2 separate regions of the Mus musculus genome follow, and region 2 is linked to region 1. A link is a contact called in public Hi-C data. All regions are on one chromosome and are shown on one strand. The core of a region is the stretch at or near the end of the contact, and the rest is flanking DNA. Distances in the headings are between cores, read along the strand shown.

Region 1 (7,096 bases), core at 1,644-4,143:
ATGATGCAGACCATGACAGCCAATAGGGAACTGCCAATTGGAGGCCATGCTTGCTTGGGACCAATGGGATGTAGGTGGAGGGTATAAAGGGCGCTCCCTGAGAATTAATAAACAAGCTTGCTACCCCATCTCACCTGCTCCTGGAGTCTGGGAGTCTGAGCCATTGATTCTGTGCCCCTCATCCCCAAGCCCCAAGGTTGAGTATGGCTGGGCGGCAGGCAGTCCAGGGTGTAAAGCAGCATATATGCTCTATATCCTCTCCTTCCAGCTGGACCTCTCTAATGTCTCTTCGCTTTCTCCTTGCATGAAGCTTGTGTTTGGTTTGGTTGGTGGCAACCCTGGCCTACACGGTTGGCTGTCTTAGCTGGGTTCATTGGTTACACTGACAGTGCTTCTCAACCAGTGAGTTGTGACCCCTTTGGGGGTGTTATGTCCCTTTCACAGGGGTCACCTAAGACCTCCAGAAAACACAAATATTTACACTATGATTCATAATAGTGGCAAAATTACAGTTATGAAGGAGCAATGAAAATAATTTTATGGTTGGGGGTTCACCACAATATAAAAATCAATATTAAGGGGTCACAGTATTAGGACGGTTGAGAACTACTAAGTTATGGCTCTTTACATTAAAATCTAGTCTCATTGGTGTGCATCTGGAATACAAAGTGTGACAGGGAACACTCAGTGTACAAGCCTGTACCCGTGAGTTTTATGCTTGGTGACCAGGGGGACACCGTGCTAGCACACTTTTTTCTCGCTCTGCCTTAAGCTGTACCCTAAGTCCGGATGCTCCCTCCTGCATGCAACTTGCCTGACTTCTGTCCTGAGATTACCTACCCAGGTCCTCCATGCTCCCTTCATATAAAAGTGTTACCTCTCACCCTCATCTCAGAATACCTCGGATTTTTCTCTAGGTTGCACTGAACCTCATTGGCCACTTGTCTTTGGTCACATGTCACCTCACCCATGGCTTATTAAAGCTCGCTACAGAAAGAGATCCTTTCTTAGTGATGACTTGATCCAGCAGGACTAGTCGGGGGCCCAAGTGTCTGTATATCCAACACGCAGCAGGTGCCATTGGTCCTGGCTTGGGGTTTAGTCAACAGGATCTTGAACAGAGTCTGTGGGAGTGTGGTGACTTGTGTCCAGCTCATGTTGGTAGCACTGGTACCTAGCTGAAAGCTTGGTGAGTGGAGAGCTGGATTCATGTTTCCTGGAACAAGAAGAATGAATGGATGGATGGATAAACAGAAGGCATGTTGTGTAGATGGAGAATATTTTGAAAGAACTTGATGCTCCACTTGAGCCCTTAGGGTAGCCAGGGAGAGGAGACATTGATGGTTGGGGACATCCAGAAAAAACCTCAAAGATGTAGGAATGCTTCAGGGTTAAAGAGCTTGAAACAGAAGCTCTTAGAGTTCGGATGTGAAGTGTCCCACAGCTTGTGGATACTTGGAAAGTGTTCGGAACATAGAATGCTTTAATCTAACCAATGGATTGACTCCTTGATGGATTCACAGTTTTATGACATCATAGGGAAAGGATGAAAAGTAGGAGTCACCTTGTTGGAGAAAGTCAGTCATTGGAGATGAGTTTTAAGCATTACCTCTTGACCTGTCATTTTCCTGTCACCCTTTTCTCCACTTTCTGTCCACCATGATGTCACCTGTTCAGTTTTACCACACCCTTCCCAGCATGATGAAATGGTACCCATGAACCTGTAAGCCAGAATTAATAAGTCTTTCTGTTAAGTTTTAGGCTCTGTCAGGTTTCTTGTTACTTTTACACAGAGCTAGCTTATTCAGAAGGCTTGAGGTTCAAGAGGGTGAGTGGGGTCAGGTCACCAATGGCCAGAAAAGGAGATTTCTCTGGTCTGTTTTACCCGGATGCCTCTGAGGACAGTTTAACCCACACTTGTGGGTCACTCATGGGGAGAAGAGCAGAGAGGAGACATGAGACCTAGCACTTACTCACGAGATGGTGCTGTCATCCATAGGGAGGGTAGGCAGAGCAGCTAGGACAGAGGTGGGGACACAGCGAGGTGGGGACACAGCACAAAGAGGAGCTGAGGACAAAGGATGAACAGGAGTCCTTTGACTAGAAGAGAGGGCAGAAGAGAGCTCTTTCCTCGCTGCGGGCACCTGACACACTGTGGAGAGAGCCCAGTGCGTGGTAGGAGTAACTGGTTTGGGAACAAGAATGAGAGTTGAATTTCAAAGCTTGGAGTGCCCATGGGGGCAGGCACAGCATCTGCTCGAGGAGCTCCAGAGACAGCTTGGGGTAGGGATGACGGTCGGGAGGCATCAGCTGGCAGATGCTCAGGAAGGCTTGGGAGAGAACCAGATTGTCCTGGGAAATCTTGAAGAAGAAAGGAAGAAAGTGGAGGAGGGACCCTAGAGGAAACATACTCATTTAAAGAGCAAGACTTAATGGCAACCTGTTAGAAGATAAAATAGGAACAGAAAACATTTATAGCCACAATGAAAAAGATGAAAAACCTAGGAATAAACATAAGAAGACGCGTGCAAGATCTAAGTAGAGAAAGTATTAAAATGCTTCCAAGCAACAAGAAACATTTGAATAATGTTCTTGGACATGAAAACGAACATCGTGAAATTGTCTGCTCTCCCTTGGATGATTCAGAATTTAATAAGAGTCTCGATAGAAACCAAGCCTTTGTTGTCAGTGTTTAGACAAACTGATTCGAATGTTCCTATGGAAAAATAAATAAGTCTCGGGACAATTCTCCACGGACTCCCATTCTGCTGTACTGGCTGAGCAGAGCCTACCCTTACTCTAAACTCTGTCTGCAGTGAGCATGCTTGGCTGTAGAGAGTGTTGCTCTCAGGCATGGAGAGAAACTTGCATACTGCCCACGGATTAAAGATAATGCCTCTCTCTTGGATAGAGAGCAGCAGACTAGTGGACATCAGATTCGATTCCCTGCTAGCACAACCACTGCCTGAGCAGTGCTCTTTATCTCTGCTGTGGCAACCAGGGCTCATGTGACCATCACAAATGTTGCTCTTCTTGCCATGGCTGGTGATATGAAAGGTATGGCCCACATGTCTGTGTGTACACACATGCAGAGAGCAGAGGACAGCCTTGTGTGTCAGCCCTCCCTCTATCTTGTCTGAGACAGGGCCCTCTTGCTGTTTTGCTGCCTGGTGGAGCAGGCTTGCTGGGCTGGTTTCTGGGGAGACTCCTATCTCCACTTCCCATCTCCCTGCAGTCTGAGATTACAGATGCATGCTACTGTATCCATCATTTATGAGGGTCTCAATAATTTGAACTCATGTCTTGTACTGTAGGCACTTTTATCCACTGAGCAATCTCCTCAGCCCCAATTAAAGCGCTGTCTCTTGCATCTTCTGCCAGAACCCAGGAAATAGGGCTGACTTGTCTTTCAAAAGAGCAAAACTTGTTACAGTTCTCAACAGGGAGAGAAGGCAGGACATAGCCAAAAGGGGAGCAGCCACGAGGGGACTCCCCTACCTGTTGATATCAAGCCACACACCAACAATGAGATGCTGGGCAGCCTAGCAGTACAAATAAACACAGAACTTACACATGGGAGCTTAGCCTAAAGTAATATACCATTTCAAACTGAGTGTGAAAACATGTTATTCAAGGAATGAAGTCAGGGAAACTGGAGAAGAAAAAAGTTGGACCCAAATCTCAAACTTCCTACTAGAACAAACTCCATGCGAAACAAATACCAGAATGTAACAAAAAGAAACCATAAGTGTAACAGAAACACAGAGGGACCAAGGGAGGACTGCACTCAGAATGAGACCAACCTAGAAACCACAAGAGAAGAGACCCGTGACTGACTACTAATCTCAGGAACGCTAGAACTGAGCTGGGCATGGCTGCACAAATCTATAATCTCGTCATTAGACAGGTAGAGGCAGGAAGACTGGGAAATCTAAGGTTTAAATGGCTTGGCTGCAAAGTGAGTTTGAGGCCAGCCTGAACTACCTAAGACTGTCTCAGACAAACAAAAACAACGAAAACAAATCAACAAACTAAAACCTTGTGCATGGCAAACACAATAAAGCAGAAAGTGGCAGGCATGTGTGGTTCTTTGTAACACATACCAATGACCAAAGATACATTTCTCTGCCAAGTAATTTCTACAAACCAGAACAAAACATGTCAACAACTCAAGAGAGAAACAGAAAAGCAAAGACTGGTGGAAGTTCTAGAGGAGATGTCCCCTCCCCCACAATGAGAAAATGAGAAAAATACAGTCTAAGTCCCAAGACTTCTAGGCCTTCCTAATGCTGTGACCCCTTGTGCTGTGGTTCCTCCTGCTGTGCTGACCCTCAACCCTAAGAATATGTCCTTGCTACTTCACAACTCTACTTTTGCTACTGTTATGAATTGTAATATAAACACCTAATATACAGGATATCTGCGACCCCTGTGAAAGTGTTGTTCAACCCCCAAAAGGGTCAAAACTCACAGGTTGAGAAGTCATGTACTAAGACATTATTTTTATCTCTTTCCAGTGGTCAGGACCAAAACTCTTGGTAACACCCAGTGTGGGGAGACAGCTGGTTGTGTCTCGCTGATGGCCTTGGAAACCCTTCAGCTCCAAAGGGGAGACCTAGCAATTGCTACTGACTTTACACATGCTGTTGTCTTGATGATACAACCTCTAAGCACTCTTCCCCCAACACGAGAAAGGATACATGTGAGATCCATTATTATACTGGTTTTAAAAGAGAAAGACAGAAAGCAATAGAAATGGGCATATGAAGAGAGATGCTAAAATAAATCATGTACATGCATACAGAATTACATCATACAAGCAGAAGGAAGCAGGGGGACACTCCTGATGTACTGATATGGAAAGATTTCCAGAGTGTAGAGTAAAGAAATCCGGATAGTCTTTACTGTGCAGTTGAATGCTCTCATCTTGTGGGGAAGCCAAGGGGTGTCTATAAGGGGGAGATCTGTAGATATACACATATACACATTATACATGTGTATACATAAGGTGTCAGAAAAGAACACATGAGATACTGGTTGTGTTGCTTGCCTCTGGCTAGGAGAATCTCATCACTGGAAGACAGACACAAGAAAGGGGCGGTCAATGAGAGGGCTCATTGGATAAAAGTTCTTGTCTCCAAGTCAGACAACATGAGTTCTGTCCTGGGGACTCACATGGTAGAAGGGGAGAGCTGACTTCTTCAGTATCTTCTCTAATCTCAGCATGTGTACTTGTGCTCAGGTAAATGCATGCATACATACATCATATATATATACATACATACATATATACATACATACATATATACATACATACATATGTACATACAACCGGAACAGGAAACTTCCCTATACACACACCTTTTGGAAGTTGGATGGGAACCTTTTTGTTATCCCTGCTCCCCCTCCTTACCCCCACCCCCAAATCAGCACAGTGGAGAGAAAATGGTTGGGGCTGCGATGGGAAAGAGAATATGCAGTTAGCCTAGAAAGCAGAGGCTTGTTTGTGGAACCTGAGAGGGAGGTCTTTCAGGAAGGAGGCAAGGCTACAGCACGGGACTCTACAAAAACCACTAAAGACTCAAATAATGATGTGCAGGTAGCTGTGTGAATGTGTCTGTCAGACCAACAGAACCCCTGGGAAGGGTAGGTGTGGTTCTTCTCAGTGTGAGAGTGGGGTGTACAAGGCTGGAGACCATCAACATTTTCAAAGAAGAAGAAAAGGAAGAAAGTGGAGGCTCCCACAGATGGCAAGATGGTGCATCCCCCATCTCTTCTCTTCCTCCCCCTCCCTCTTCCTCCTGTACCCTCTTCTCTTCTCCCCCATCTCCTCTGTCTTTTTTCTGTTCTCTGCTCTGTACTCTTCTCTCTTCTTTTACTCTCTTCTCTTTCTCCTCTTCCACTCTTATCCATCCTTAACTTCCCACTCCTGCTCACACTCCTTATTTTCTGGATCAGAAGCCATTTGTGCATGCTCAGCAAAGAAGAATCCATGCGAGCTCCTAGAAGCAGCACAAACTTTCTCAGGGAGAAACCACCTTAGAGTGTGAGGCTAAATTCATAAATCCCCAGCACCCAGACCAAAGTCCAGCAGAATGGACTTGCTGAATGGATATGATTGCAGCCCAGGTGTGGCTGGAGGCTCCCTGGGCTCTGTGGGCTCCGTGGGCTCCGTGAGCTCTGTGGGCTCTGTGGGCTCCCTGGCTAACCATCATAGCCAATCAGCAAGCCTCAGGGTTTGTCTATGAGTGGCCTGCTTCCTGAACTAAAGTGGAATGCTGTCAAGGAAGACACCGACACTCTGGTTTCTACATACATGTACATGCATCTGTGAAAACACATACACACACATACACACACATGAAAGAGAGAGAGAGAGAGAGAGGAAGGAAGGGAGAGAGGGAGGGAGGGAGGGAGGGCTTTAGTCAAAGCCAGTCAGTACTTTGTCACTTGGGGAACTAACTGTGCAGGAGAGGGTACCTGTCTCTGGGAGACATAATAAGAGGAGAGGGGGGGGGGCTAAATGAGAGTAAATCTGTCTTAATAACCCGTGTCTTATGCTCCAGTTTTCAGGTGATACAGGAACTGAGGGCTTCTGCTTCCATGAAGGTTCATGAGGACCCATGGAAAGTGATATTGGAACTATCTGGGGAGAGGTAGAAAAAAAGAAGGGGGAAAAAGAAAAAAACCCTCAGTGGTAAGTAATCCACACATTCTCAGTGAGAGCCACCACCGAGTCCCTGCTGCGGAGCTGCAAGAAGTCAGAAAATGGGGACTGGAGATGTAGCTCAGCTGGTAGAGTGCTTGCCCAGTATCTACCTCAGGACTTTATTGCTGTGATGAAACACCATGACCAAAGCAACTGCGGAAGGAAAGTGTTTATTTGGCTTATACAGGTACATCACCATTCACCATCAAGGGAAATCAGGATAGGAACTCAAATAGGGCAGGAACCTGGAGGCAGGAGCTGATACAGAGACCATGGAAGAGTGCAGTTTACTGGCTTGCTCTTTCTTGTAGAACCCTAGAATACAATGGCTGGATCCTCCCCCATCAATCACTAATTAAGAAAATGCCCTATATGCTTGCCTACAGC
Region 2 (7,096 bases), core at 2,724-5,223, 560 kb after region 1:
CAAGTGGCAGGCATTGGAATGTGACCCAACCCCTGGACGACATGGTGATAAAAGCTAGTGTGGAGGTAGCTTCAAAGTACGAGCAGGGAGAGGCAGTTCCTATCTGAGTCTGAACTTCATCTCATCCCAGATGTGCAGCCTTGAACCTGAAGCTTAGAGAAACAGAGGGGGTCTGCAGGGTGTGGGGGAGTCTGTCAGTTCGGTGCTGGAAGATCGATCACTTGGGTTTTTGTTGTTGTTGTTGTTGTTGTTGTTGTTTTGGTTTTGGCTGCTTCAAGACAAGGTTTCTCTGTGTAGCCCTGGCTGTCCTGAAACTCACTCTGCACACCAGGCTGGTCTCGAACTCAGAGATCTGCCTACCTGAGTACTGGGAGTAAAGACATGTGCCACCACTAGCTGGCTCCTTGTTCTTGACGGAGGCATGGTGAGGATTCCCTTTCATGAGAAAGGCTAGAAGCACAGAAGGGTTACTGGGAAAAGCTTTTAATTGAGGCCTTTACTACTTGCATGTTAAGAATAGACAGAGCCTTGAAGAGAGACTGGGAGCAAAGGGATGGTCATTGACTGTCAATGTTTATTGAATCTAAACTGCTCCCTGACTTCCTGTCTCTAAGAGTCATCAAGTGCACACATGCATGTGTGACTGTGCATGTGTGTGCACTGTATGCATATATATGTGAGACAGTGTGGGTATGGGTGTGCATATGTGCACAGACATTTGGCTGCAATCCTATATCCTCCCAGCCTCAGCCAGGCCGCTCCTGCTAATGTTTTCCTCTAGAAGCATTCCTAGCTTAGGGAAGGGTCTCAGCACTGTGACTTCCCCCATTGCAGCCTGGCCACACCCTTCCTTCCTGGCCAGGCCATTGGGAACTCTGGCTTGGGTTGAGGTGGTCTGCTGGGACATGTGTTGGGCTAAATAGACAGTGCTGGGGTGGTTTCTTCACTTGGGAACAGGAAGTGGGCATTGAGTATCTGAAGTCATTGGGCTAGATGGGGTGAGAAAGAAAGTCCTTTGGAATAATACATATCCAGTGTACAACCCAGTCCTCCCTCTGTAGGGAGTGAGGATGGGGGACAGGAAAGAGTCCTCAAATCAAGGAGGAGTTTTAAGAAAAAATCTTCCCGAGACTGAAGAGCCCTTCTGCAGGGGAGGAGAGGCGAGCTCCTGCCAAGCCTTGGCCCCTCCTTTGTATACTGTCACCCAAGGCCAGGAGGAAGTCAGCAAACAGAGCCCTTCAGGTCAGCCTGCTCCTGGCGGGGAGAAGGGGGGGGTTCTTGGGGAGGGGGATGCTTATCCTCTGGACTTGCTCTTGTTGAGAGGGTTCTGATCTAACTAACCTCTTACAGATCCAACCTTCAGTGCTTCAGACCTGTACCTTCCCGAGGCAGGAGGCAGACGTGATGTGTCGCAAATGTGGAGGGAAACGGTGGGTAGGGATGATGGCACAGTGTGGGATGAGGGATAAAGGAAGACTGGGGAGGAACAGCTTCTGCCGTGGACCACAAAAGGTGCTTGGAGAAAAGTGGGGAGGGCTCCTCAGCACAGAGAAGCCTCTGAAGAGAGCCCATGGAATCCTGAGCCCTGGGTATGTGTCTTCACAGCCAAGACATGGTCACAGTGAACCCGGGAGTTTAGCAAATGTTTATAAAACCTTTCCATATGCAGTTAATGATCCTGATTAGGACCTGAGAAAGCGGTCATTTGTGTCCCGTCCCAGCTTTAAGGGGCGTTTTATTATTACACACCATTCCACAAGTTAATGAGAGAAGCTGTAGTCCATTTGTTGGCAAGGACTAATGCTCGCCCGGGGAGACCAGCAGTGGGGCCTTTGTCCTGTGCCTCGGAGTCTAATTTCCTTGCTCCACCTGTCTGCCCTGCTGCCCCCACCCTCCCACCACCAGATGCCACTATGAAAGATGTCACCTTGAGGGTATCATGACCCCAGATCACTGTGCCTGGGGCCTTAGTCAGACCAGACTGGGCTGTCTGCTCTCCAGAGGCTGGTGAGATCCTGGGTCTAGGAAGCTTTGAGAGCTGGATGCCTGGGCTCCTGTTGTGAATCTGGATTCTTCGGCAGGGCCCAGTTGGTCTGCAGAAGCATCTTTGGAAGCCTGCATGCCAGTCTTGTCTCTGCCCCAGTCACGTGACCTTGGACATGTGGCATCAGTTTTGGTCAGCATCCCCATTTATGCAATAGGTATAATCACTTCTCCCTCCAGGTGAGTTCTATGCACACAACAAGCACCGCCTGTGAGCAAGTGTGTGTTGTCAGGACACACACAAAACACTTCCCCTTCGAGGACTGAGGCGCGTGGAGTTTAGACAAGGAAACCTCAGATACTTGTGGGAACCCGGCAATGAGGCTGGACAGGGCACAGTCACGCAAGCGTGAGCTTATCCAAAACACTGCTCATCTATGTGCCTGGATGGCTTGTTTCATTTTATGTGAACCTAACCTAGATTAGCTGCATATGTATCAAAAGATGGCCTAGTCGGCCATCACTGCAAAGAGAGGCCCATTGGACTTGCAAACTTTATATGCCCCAGTACAGGGGAACGCCAGGGCCAAAAAAATGGGAATGGGTGGGTAGGGAAGTGGGGGGGAGGGTATGGGGGACTTTTGGGATAGCATTGGAAATGTAATTGAGGAAAATATGTAATAAAAATATTTAAAAAATATCAGGGAGAAGATTTCATGGATAAAGCATTTCCTGTGTAAGTTTGAGGACCTGCATTTGGCACCCCAGCACCCACATAAAAACCTGGCATGCATAGTGACCTACCTATGATCCCCAGGGCTCTAGATACAGGACAGACTAGCAGGAGCAGACTGAACAGCTCGACTGTCAGGATGAAAAGGCCCAGGTTCAGTGAGCATGCACACCCCATACCTGCACACAGGTGCACCCACACGTGCATGCCGACAAATCATGTACATACAAAAAAAACTTAACTAAATCCTTTTTTTAAAAAAAAAATCAAGTTCTTTTCTACTGTGGATGTGACTGCTTCCCTCCCTCTGAGCCTGCGTCAACGCCATCCCCCCTGCCTGCCCACTGGCCCCATTTCAGGGTCCATCTTAAAAAGCACGTCTCCTCCACAGCAATGCTAACATACCTCCAGAGGAAGCCTAAGTTTGCTGTTCCCTCTCACCAGGAAGAGACAATATACAGACTGTTCAGTGTTTGTTTGCCTGCACTGTCACTAAATAATAAACTGACTAATGGCAGGGCTGAGCTACAGCAGGGCACACCGTAGGTACTTGCTATTTACTCACTGAAGATTTCATTCTAACCCAGTCTTAGTTCGTGGGTCATAGCTACTGCAAACCTGCCCCCAGGCACACAGTCAGTCTACAGTCAGCAGAAGAGCCGGGACCAAGCCTGCCCAGCCCATGAAGAGGCCCCTACCATCCCCTGTCCTATAAGCAGCTCCCCCAAGGAAGAAGTCTAACATAACCAAGGGTCTCTCCTTCCCAACCACCAGCTAATCTGTCCTCAGCCAGTGTGTCTCTGTCCATACTTCTGCTTCCCCAGACCACTGCTGTTTGTATTGTCAAAGGCTTGTCACAAACAGCTGACAAGGGAACCTTGGCCCCAGAACCACTTAACAGAGCTTTGGCTTCTTGGATCTTTGGACTGTAAACACTTCAGCTAGAAGCTGCTCACACACAAGGCCTCAGTTTCCCTCTCCCTGAATAAGAAAATGAGCAACTATTTACTGACTGAACATAGATGTAAAAGGAAGTAGCTAAGTATTCAACTTGCTTATCTGAATCCAGTTTTGGTGTCCTGTACCTCACTCCCCTTTGTAAAGTGAGGGGCCTCCACTCTTACTTTCCAGGCCTGTGGTTGCTTGCAGTACTTAGTCCTAAGCACTGTGAGTACTTAGGAAGGTGAGCTCAGCTCTTCTCACAATCAGTGGCTTGGAGCCATGCCCACCCTTGACACAGGGGAGGACAGAAACACATGATGGATGACGTCAGCCCCTGGCTGGCACTGGCCTCCAGGATGTCATGACACCACAGACCACACACAGGGAAGGCCTTGGGCTCTGGCTGTGATATCTTCAGGCTGCAATGACCTTGGCTACATCATGAAAGCAGAAAAGGAAGAAACAGACCCAGATCAATCTGGCATTGACCCTACTTTTACCCTTCCAGCAACGCAATGGTAATTTACCTGTTTAGTTGTTCCACTTGGCTGTCTCATAGCCAGTCCAAAATCAGTGGGGTCAGGGTCAAATCACCCTTCCCACCCAACCCCACATCTGTCCTGTCCTAATGACTACCTCTCTCCATCAGATCAGAGTCTCACTTTACATGCCTGCCTCTCTCTCTCTCTCTCTCTCTCTCTCTCTCTCTCTCTCTCTCTCTCTCTCCCTCTCCCTCTCTCCCCCCTCCCCCTCCCTCTCCCTCCCCCTCCCCTCTCCCTCTCTCTGTCTCTATCTCTCTGTCTCTCTCTGTCTCTCTCTCTCTCCCTCTCTCTCCTCTCCCCGCCCCGTCCCTCCCTCCCTCCCTCCCTCCTTCTCTGACTGCCTCCATATCTTCTTCTAACAGACCCATCTTCCCACCTTAGAGACATATCTCAGGCCCCTCTCTCCACAGGGCCAAGCTGTAGCCACCTGGAATTGAACTGTACAGAGTCACCTGGCTCCCCTCCAACTTCAACTCACAATCTCCTACTTTCAATTAATTTGGAAAGTAATTGGATCCCATCAATTGTCTGTTTAAAACCCTCTGAAGTCTCCTCATCTGGTTGGAATAAAACTTGAGCCCCTTTCCTGCCTTGCAAAGCCATATGCAATCCTACTGCTGGCCCCGGGCCATCACTCTCCCTCCACTCTGAGCAAAAACAACAGCCTTGAACAAGCCAAGGTCCTTAACTTCTACACACCCTTCCCTGACCTTAGACTCAGATCTCAAGGTTCAGTGTCCCCTCCTGCAATGGTTCAAGTGTGGTTTATATGATAAAACTTTGGTCCTTGAGTGTGCTGGTATGAAGGATGGTAGGCCTTTGAGAGGTGGCATCGAGCAGGAGGGAGGGAGGTCACTGGGGCACTGCCTTGTGGTGGTATTAAGGTAACTCTCCTGGGACCTCACTTCATTCCTGTAAGAGCCAGTTCTCTTTAAAGAACCAGTCCCACTAAAAATAGCTGGCTTCCCGATTTGTCTCATCACTCACACACCCGCCATGATGCCATCTGTGCTGTGATATGGTAAGGGCTCCCTCCAGAGACATCACCAGATTCAGAATTCCAGCCTCTGAAACGAAGCTAAATAAATCTCTCTGTTACTCAGCCTCTGGTGTTTTGTTACAGGAACGGAATGCCTTCTAGGCTATCTCCTTGGAGACACTCTCTGACCACCTTACCTATGAGTCCGTAACCTATCCAGCTCCTTACACAGCCTTCTAAGAGACTGTTTGTCATCTGATGTTCTTTCTCACATCCCTTAATACTAAGAACAAGAAGTGTCTCCTGGTGACTCTGCTTTGTCCAGACACAAGTACAGAGTCCAGCACATAATAGGTGTCCAGGAAATATCTGCTGGCTTTATGGAAGGAGGAGGAAGAGGAAGAGGATGAGGAGGAGGAGGAGGAGGAGGAGGAGGAGGAGGTGTCATGGGTGAATGAGACAGAGTTTCAAGGGCCTGCATTGAGTGTGAAGTTTCACCTACCAAAGGAGACGGGATGCCTTGGGTAGATACTTCCTGAGCAAGGCAGTAGGGACAAATGGCTTTCCACCTCCAGCCTCCATTGTCCTGTTCTTCTACCAAGAATGGTCTGCTCTCCTTTCCCCTCCCCCAACCCTTTTCCTCCTATGTATGCACACAGATCCTCATTCATACCACCAGGTTGACCCTTCATCTGTCTGTTAATGTGATGTTCTTTAAGAGCTAGGACCAAGTCTCTATCACTCCCAGATACCCACCTTAGAGCCCTGAGGTTTGGCCATTGCAGGCATCACAAAACATTACCCAGGATCCATGCAGCCAACCCTCAAAGACCCTGCCTGACATGGCAGAACGTTATACACAGATGAACATTCTGCCATTAAAGAACTGCTGACCCAAAGGAAGAGACAGAAGATCCTATGTAAAAGCACACAATTGTACTTTTATACAAATAGATGTCATAGTTAGGGTTGTTATCGCTATGATGAAACACCACAGCCAAAGCAACTTGGGGGGAGGAAAGGGCTTATTTAGCTCATACTTCCATATCATTGTTCATCATTGAAGGAAGCAAAGACAGGAACTCAGACTGGGCAGGAACCTGAAGGCAAGAGCTAATGCAGAGGCCATGAAGGGGTGCTGCTTGCTGGCTTGCTCTACATGGCTTACTCGGCCTACTTTCGTATAGAACTCAGAACTATTATCCTAAAAATGGCACCACCTATAATGATTTGGGCACTCCCTCATCTATCACTAAGAAAACTCCCTACAGGGAGGGGATAGAGAAATGGTTTAGTGATTAAGAGCATTGACTGTTCTTCCAGAGATCCTGAGTTCAATTCCCAGCACCCACATGATGGCTCACAACCATCTGTAATGGGATTTGATGCCTTTTAGTGTCTGTGAAAACAGAGCACTCATATACATAAAATAAATAAATGAATATTTTTTTAAAATTCCCTACAGGTCTACCTACAGCCGGATCTTACTGAGTCATTTTCTTAATTTAGATTCCCTCCTCTCTGATGATTCTAGCTTGTATCAAGTTGACACAAAACCAGCCAGTGAAATAGACATAAAAAATACAATGGAATTATAAGAATGAATGAAAACAAACCAAGTTGTGAAATGACAGATGCAGCAGGAAAAGCAATTATATGAAAGTTTAAAACCTGAAGAAATCTCTTTGTTGCTTGTGAACACAGATACACATGATTTAAAAACATGAAGACATGTATGGAAATGAGACACACCATCTCCCAGGAAGAAGACAAGGGGTTGTAACTATAGAGCCAACACATGGGACCATAAAACTGTTTTTAAAAAGGAAAATTTCAAGTGCAGATGATATAATATTAATAAAAGATATAGATCAGTGGGTGGTCCATAGCTGTTTGTTGCAATATGTCAATAGACTC

What was found. A called contact is a pair of places that touch in the nucleus more often than the background predicts.
Region 2: a contact with region 1 is called in a Hi-C map of uterus, with 3 times the contacts expected there. The contact joins two enhancer-like sites. A contact is called at or near these places in 2 of 484 Hi-C or Micro-C datasets (3T3-L1-derived adipocytes and uterus) and 3 of 115 datasets of contacts at active chromatin or transcription factors (cardiomyocytes, embryonic basal ganglia and large pre-B cells).

The regions. Positions count from the first base shown.
Region 1 is chr14:24,781,833-24,788,928 of GRCm38.p6, forward strand. Gm31838 (a long non-coding RNA gene) reads left to right here. Exons shown (of 7, transcript XR_874416.2): 2 at 4,518-4,702; 3 at 6,567-7,096. Among named protein-coding and RNA genes, the nearest start is that of Gm31838, 4.3 kb to the left of the region's middle. Within about 2 kb of position 2,894, at least 10 of the 459 cell types and tissues checked have an H3K27ac peak or open chromatin away from gene starts, as enhancers often do. A contact at or near this core is called in uterus, where this site is marked.
Region 2 is chr14:25,342,203-25,349,298 of GRCm38.p6, forward strand. All of the region lies in intron 1 of Zmiz1os1 (a long non-coding RNA gene), which reads right to left. Among named protein-coding and RNA genes, the nearest start is that of Gm41113, 34 kb to the right of the region's middle. Within about 2 kb of position 3,974, at least 65 of the 459 cell types and tissues checked have an H3K27ac peak or open chromatin away from gene starts, as enhancers often do. A contact at or near this core is called in uterus, where this site is marked.